Regions from separate parts of the Zea mays genome. Here region 2 is linked to region 1. A link is a contact called in public Hi-C data. All regions are on one chromosome and are shown on one strand. The core of a region is the stretch at or near the end of the contact, and the rest is flanking DNA. Distances in the headings are between cores, read along the strand shown. Region 1 holds the start of LOC100276878. Region 2 holds the start of LOC100191442.

Region 1 (3,084 bases), core at 568-3,067:
TACAGCGAAAGGAAGCTGTAGCCTGCTAACGCGCCCACTCTGAACCTAGGAGGAGGAACATACAGCAATAAAAGTAGCGGCCACCATGCCATCTGCAGCTGATCATCATCAGAACCATGGTGTGATGCGACACGGCTATCATCTCCATGCAGTCAGTGATGATGCGTCATGGGGATGCGCTAGCCGCCAGTAGTAGTAGTAGTAGCTCACATGAAGGCATAGGGGCCCTGACGATCGCGACGTACAGCAGGCCAGCAGCGGCACATGGCAGAGGCCCTGCCGCACATGACAGACAATGCTGCTCTGCTTGCTCGATTACCCTCGTTTTTTTTGTCCAAATCTGCACGCCCCAGATCTGGGCGCGGTGCAGGTACGGTATGTATGTCTAGTTACAGCCTGCAGCTGCAGAAACCAGGATGTGATACGGCGAGTCGTTCTGAATTCTGATTGATGAAGCCGGGTCATGTGGGCTGTGTGAGGCTACTCCTACAGGCATCAGATTGCTGGGCACTGGGAATCTGCCACAGTACAGTACAGTACAGTACAGTGATCCTCTGCGACAGGAACAGAGGAGGAAGAAAAAGAAAAGAAAAAAAAGTTATATGATTGGTTAGGGTGTCTCTAATAACGTCCTATATATCAATATTTTATATCTAAAAGATTTCATTCTCTATGGCTCTAATTGGTTGCGTGGTCAAGCGTATCCTCGCTCATTTGAGCTTGGTCCACTGGAACCGGTATCCATACTGCGTACCCACGCATGCAGTATTTTGACCTATACTGCACGGGCGGATGCAGCCCTGGCCTTCGCGTAAGCAGGTAACCAAACAGTGCCCGTCACCGCATAGGGAGAGTCCGGATGCGCGCGTCCAGGTAACCAATCATGCAGTATATATCCTTCCTCTCCAACAACGTCCTCTAAATCACGTCCTCTATACGCAAATATCTATATTAGAGATATTTTTTTATTTTTTGTACATATGTATTTGTCGTACTCTTAAATATGTTGTACATATTTTAGTTTTGCTAAACCGGTTATTTAAAGTATTTAAATGGATGAATGACTGTTTAGAGGAACTCTATATATAGAGAATACAACAACATTTTCTAAATTTAGAGGACGTTGCTGAATAGCGTAGAACACCGTTTAATCCTCTAAATTTAGGGTAGAGGAGCCTTTAGCGGTCCTTGCTAGAGCCAGCCTTAGGCTGTCTTCAGCAGCGTCCCCTAAATTCCATCCCTAAAGGAATATTCTCTGTCCTTTACAGAACACTCTAAAAGATTTTATCCTCTATATTTTCTTCATCTCCAGCAACGTCCTCTATATTTAGTCCTCTATATCTACAGTATTATCAAACTTCGAATTTTGCATTGTGTTTCACCTATAAAAAAATAATTTCATAAGACATCATGTTATGTATAGTGGTGATCGTACATGTCTGGTAGCATGTACCCATCACATTTAGTACAGTTGTAATCGTTTTTTAGTATAAGAAGGACACAAGTACACTGACATTGATGCAGATGTCAGCTATAGAGGACGCTTCTTCGTCCGCTACGTTTAGATAATTCTTGGCGAGCTCTAAATTTTACAGTCTCCTTTAGCGATCCTTGTTGGAGGCATTGCACACGGTTGCATCTGCTAAATTTAACGTAGAGAACGCTTTACAGATCCTTGCTGGAGTCGGCCTTAAATTTGAAAAGGTTTAGTTTTCTTAAGAATTGATATGTCTAATATTCTTTGAAGGAAAAAACTATGTTCATATAATAAGGTCTCCAGAAGCCATCCTATCTTATTTTATATTTTACTCAGTAAACAATACTCGGGTGTACAGTGTTTTATACGACCGATCTGGTAAAAATGTGGAGACGAAGTGAGGAACCTTCCGCGCGCGCCCTCTCTCTCCCCCTTAACTGCTCTGACCAACCCCCACCTTGTTCCAGCTACCCTGTTCCCTCTTCGTCTCTTCTTGACGCCTTCAAGCTCCTACTCTCCGAGCAAACCTCTCCCTCTGCCCCTCCGCAGCAGAGCACGAATAGAATAGCACAGTCGGCGACCAGAGGACCAGCCACTGTCGGCAATGGCGGAGCCCAAGGCGTCAAAGAGCAGGTCCAAGTCCAAGTCCAAGAGCAGCCACGACGGGGCGGCGTCGAACAAGTCCAAGGCCGCGCCCGCGCCGGCGCCGGGAACCCTGGACGCGCACTTCACGCCGTGCGCGGACGTCAAGGGCCTCCGCTTCGGCGCGCAGCTCGTGACGCGGGCGCTCACCGTGCGCCGCGCATCGCCGCTGGAGCTCCCGCACCTCCTCCGCGCCTCCCCCTCCCCCGCCGCCGCCCCCGCCGCGGCGGACCCGCTGTCGTTCGCGCCCACGACGACGGCCTACATCCCGACCAGCTTCGCCATCCTGGCGCACCACGCGTGGCACACCCTGACCCTGGGCCTGGGCACCAGGAACTCCAAGGCCGCCGTGTTCGTGTTCGAGTCCGCCGCCATGAAGGCCGCGGCGGACGCCGCGTGGCCGGGCGTGGTCCCGCTCGGCGACGTCGGGCGCCGCCTCCTCCGCGCCGCGCCGGGGGCGCCCGAGATGGCGCGCTTCAAGTTCCGCAAGGGCTGCCTCACCTTCTACGTGTACGCCGTCCGCGCCGCCGGCGCGCGCGGGTTCGCGCGCGCCGACGAGCTCCGCGCCGTCGTCGAGGCCGTCGCCCGCCTCAAGGACTTCCTCGACCACACCGCCATGCTCGCGCTGCCGGGACAGAGGAGCATCGACGTCGCCGCCGCCGCCGCGCAGGTGGGCGTCGTGCATTGACGGCTTGTGACGAACTGTGAATAATTTCTTTGTGTTTTTTCCTCGTGGTTGTGTGCGTTGGTTTTCTGAATGCGGCAGTTTCGTTTTGGATTGAGATCCGTGTTTGTTGTGCGATTCATTGGTTCTCCGGTGTGAAATTGTTCATTATTAGCATTAGATTAGAAGAAGCCAGGCAGATTTCACTTCTAAGTCCTAGTTTAGGAACTCCATTTTTTTCATGTGATTTTTATTTTTCCAAGGGAATATAAAATAATTTCCTTAATGAAATTCCCTTGAT
Region 2 (3,010 bases), core at 117-2,616, 230 kb after region 1:
CATGTGTAGGATGTGTTGAAACCCTTTTTGCTTCCACTAGTATGCTAAGTTGCTATGTCTCATGCTTTGAGTCATGTACTATATTGATCAAAGTAATATTGTGCTAAAATTTGATTCTAGATAAGTGAAAACAAAAGATTGACATGAGTTTGCATTTGTCACCATGTCACCGTATTGGGAATGCTTCTCCTTACACACTTAGAAGACTTGGACAATATAGTGGATGATCGAAGCCAGTGTCTTCAGGTTATGATTATGTTTTTGTAAAGGTTACACCCGGTTGAAATTTTTTACCTAACAATGCCTTCCAATCACTCGCACACACATGCTTTGTCTAAGTCTTATGTCACCCTGCAAACTTTAATAATTTAATTAAAATTTGATCTAACACAAATTTGATCTAACTCTTATGATGTCAGTAGAACAAAATGATCATCTGCAATTAGGGGACGTATGCACAGGGGGACAAAGTAGACCATACCACCATCGATTTTTTAAAACCTCTTATTCCTAATGTTCATTTACTCTTAAATATAGGGGAATAAATAAAGTTTTAAAGTTTTGGGTCGACCAAACCAACCTCGTCCTAGGCCCGCCTCATTCTTCTCGAAGTCATCGGAGCCAGTTCGCCCTAATGCTCTTTTCCTAGCGCTGCTCCCTGCTACCCCTCTCCGACACGCGACGCCGCCCGTCCCCTTCCCGAAGCCTTGCCTCGTTTGTTGTCGTCGCGATGGGCCTATTCTCATTCGACGTGACAATGCGAACCGTCCGCGACGACCGACAAGTTTAGTGAGTCAACGAGTCCTGGCTCTCTACCGGAGAGACCGCTTGACCCCGCCCCCTCTCAGCGTCCCTGTCCTTCGAGGAGATCGACATTCGATAAGTTACATATGACTTCAATTTGATTACCAAGAACTTAACAATATATTTGCTTCTTTCATTCATATAGTTTCTCTTATTTAAACTTATATCGTCTATTGATATAAAACATAAATTCTATACAACACTAGTTTACTAGTTTTTTCCGGTCTTGTTTTATTTTATCACGTTTTCTTTTTGGACACAATGATTTTTGTCCTGCTTCCGCCATTGTCCGCAATCAAACCCTGCACACAATTTTCACCTTTGCATAGCTGATTTCACCGTGATGACAATTGACAGTGGTCGCCGGTCGCGCTCAGTGGTCGCCGGTCGCTTCGGTTGGCCGCCGGCCGGTGCACCCGCACCCGCACCACACCGCACCGCACCCATACGATACGGCACGAGGCGGCGACCCGGACAGGACGGACGCGAAAATCAGCTGCCGTGGAGGTGCGGGCACGAACGCGGGCCCCACCCAACACGACGCCGTACCGCTATTCCCTTTCCCTCTGACTAGTCACTAGCCGACCGCGCGGGAAGCGGTCCGGTTCACGACTTCACGCCGCTGGCTCCCCTCGCCATGGCCGGGGACCGCGGCCGCGGGGCCGCGGAGAGGGTGGATGCTGCCGTGGGGGCGGTGGGATCCGGTGGCTGGGAGTTCCGGAACGCGTACAGGCGCCAGCTGCTGGCTCTGTCGCGGCGGATCCGGCTCCTCGGCCCCTTCGCCGAGGAGCTGCGGGAGGCACGCCGGGGGTCCGCGGAGCAGGAGGAGCAGGAGCGGGCGCTGGCGCCTCTCGCCGACGCGCTGGAGGAGGCACTCGACCTGCTCCAGCTCGGCCGCGACGGCAGCAGGATATTCCTGGTACCGCTCTCGCCTTTTCTAGTCCCTCATCTGTGCTGTACTCGCCTACTCGGTACTCCTGACGCTTGGCTGCCCGTGCGAGTAAATATTAACTTTTAGCTTTTAGTGTTATCTCTTTTTTTAACATTAAAACTGCACGCTTAAGCTTTACTCGCTTTTTGTCAAGTGTATGCAGATCTAAATATGTGAATCAAAATCCTGATTCTGACCTTCCTGTCCTTCCTATTCCGTGTTACCGTAGCAGCTACCTTGTCTTGCATCGCGAATACTTTGCTGTGGATGTTATTTCAATGAGAAAATATGTATTGTTGAGGTTAGCTTTAGCTGCGTTCCGTTTCGGTATTGAAGTTGTTCCTGCTCTTGGATTGAGCTGGTGTTTTGATTATTCAGATTGGCATTTTGTCTCTTTTAATTGCATTCTGGGGATCACTCATCGTTTTAATTAATTGAGGATGATTTCGTTCAGCGATTTGATCATTCCCTGCTTCTGTGGCCTAGTTTGCTAGGCTTAGCACACAGTTTTCCTATTATCAGCTTGGTCTTATGGTCAAATTTTTGATCTTTTATTTGTCAGCAATTCGTATTGTTTGGTTTGGTCAATTCATTAAGAATCTGAGATTAAGTGACAAACTTGTCGTCTTCAAATGTTTTGACCTTTGCTAGCTCGAGGTGAACATGTCAAAGAATTCCAGGGTAGGTGTAGGTCTTACTTTCTTGTTTATATGAGATACACACGTGGACTGATTCCTCCTGTTGTTCTGGTAAATTTTGGTTGGTAGTTAGCTTGCTGAAATCTAGAGATGTTATCTTAAATCCTTCATTCTATGATTCATCTGTCATTACTAGTTCCTTTCACCAATGAATGTAGTTACCCAAGTGGAAAACACTAGGCTCTTGTTAAATTGGGAATTCTGGGACTGGTTACTGATCATATTACCATATCCTATTTTTAAGTATATAGTTTTAGGGTCTTAGTGAATAGTAGTCATACTCCTGAATTTTTTGTTTAGTCCAATCTAGGATCTTTTAGGATTTAAAAAATTTGATGGTTTCAATTAATTCTTCGCCCTGCAAAGACTTTGAACCATTTATTCCATCTTACTATCAATGTTATCAGATCATATGATTGAGGCTAGCAGTAAGATCACCGATCAGAAGAGTAATCATCGAGGTTAGAAAAAGCGTTAGGCAGTTTCTAGGCGATGACCCACCGCCTAGAGCCTAAGCACGCCTAGGTGTTTTGTAGGCGTTTTTGCCAAATTTGCATTCAACATGTATAGCTGAATA

What was found. Hi-C and Micro-C count contacts between places; a contact is called where the count stands out from the background.
Region 2: a contact with region 1 is called in a Hi-C map of root tip, with 4 times the contacts expected there. The contact joins the promoter of LOC100191442 here to the promoter of LOC100276878 in region 1. A contact is called at or near these places in 8 of 25 Hi-C or Micro-C datasets (bundle sheath, ear, leaf and 3 more).

Annotation. Positions count from the first base shown.
Region 1 is chr3:127,383,169-127,386,252 of Zm-B73-REFERENCE-NAM-5.0, forward strand. LOC100276878 reads left to right here and starts at 1,818. Exons shown (of 1, transcript NM_001320293.1): 1 at 1,818-2,922. The coding sequence starts at 2,082. The coding sequence ends at 2,807.
Region 2 is chr3:127,617,632-127,620,641 of Zm-B73-REFERENCE-NAM-5.0, forward strand. It overlaps LOC100191442, which reads left to right and starts at 1,367. Exons shown (of 4, transcript NM_001349642.1): 1 at 1,367-1,723. The coding sequence starts at 1,442.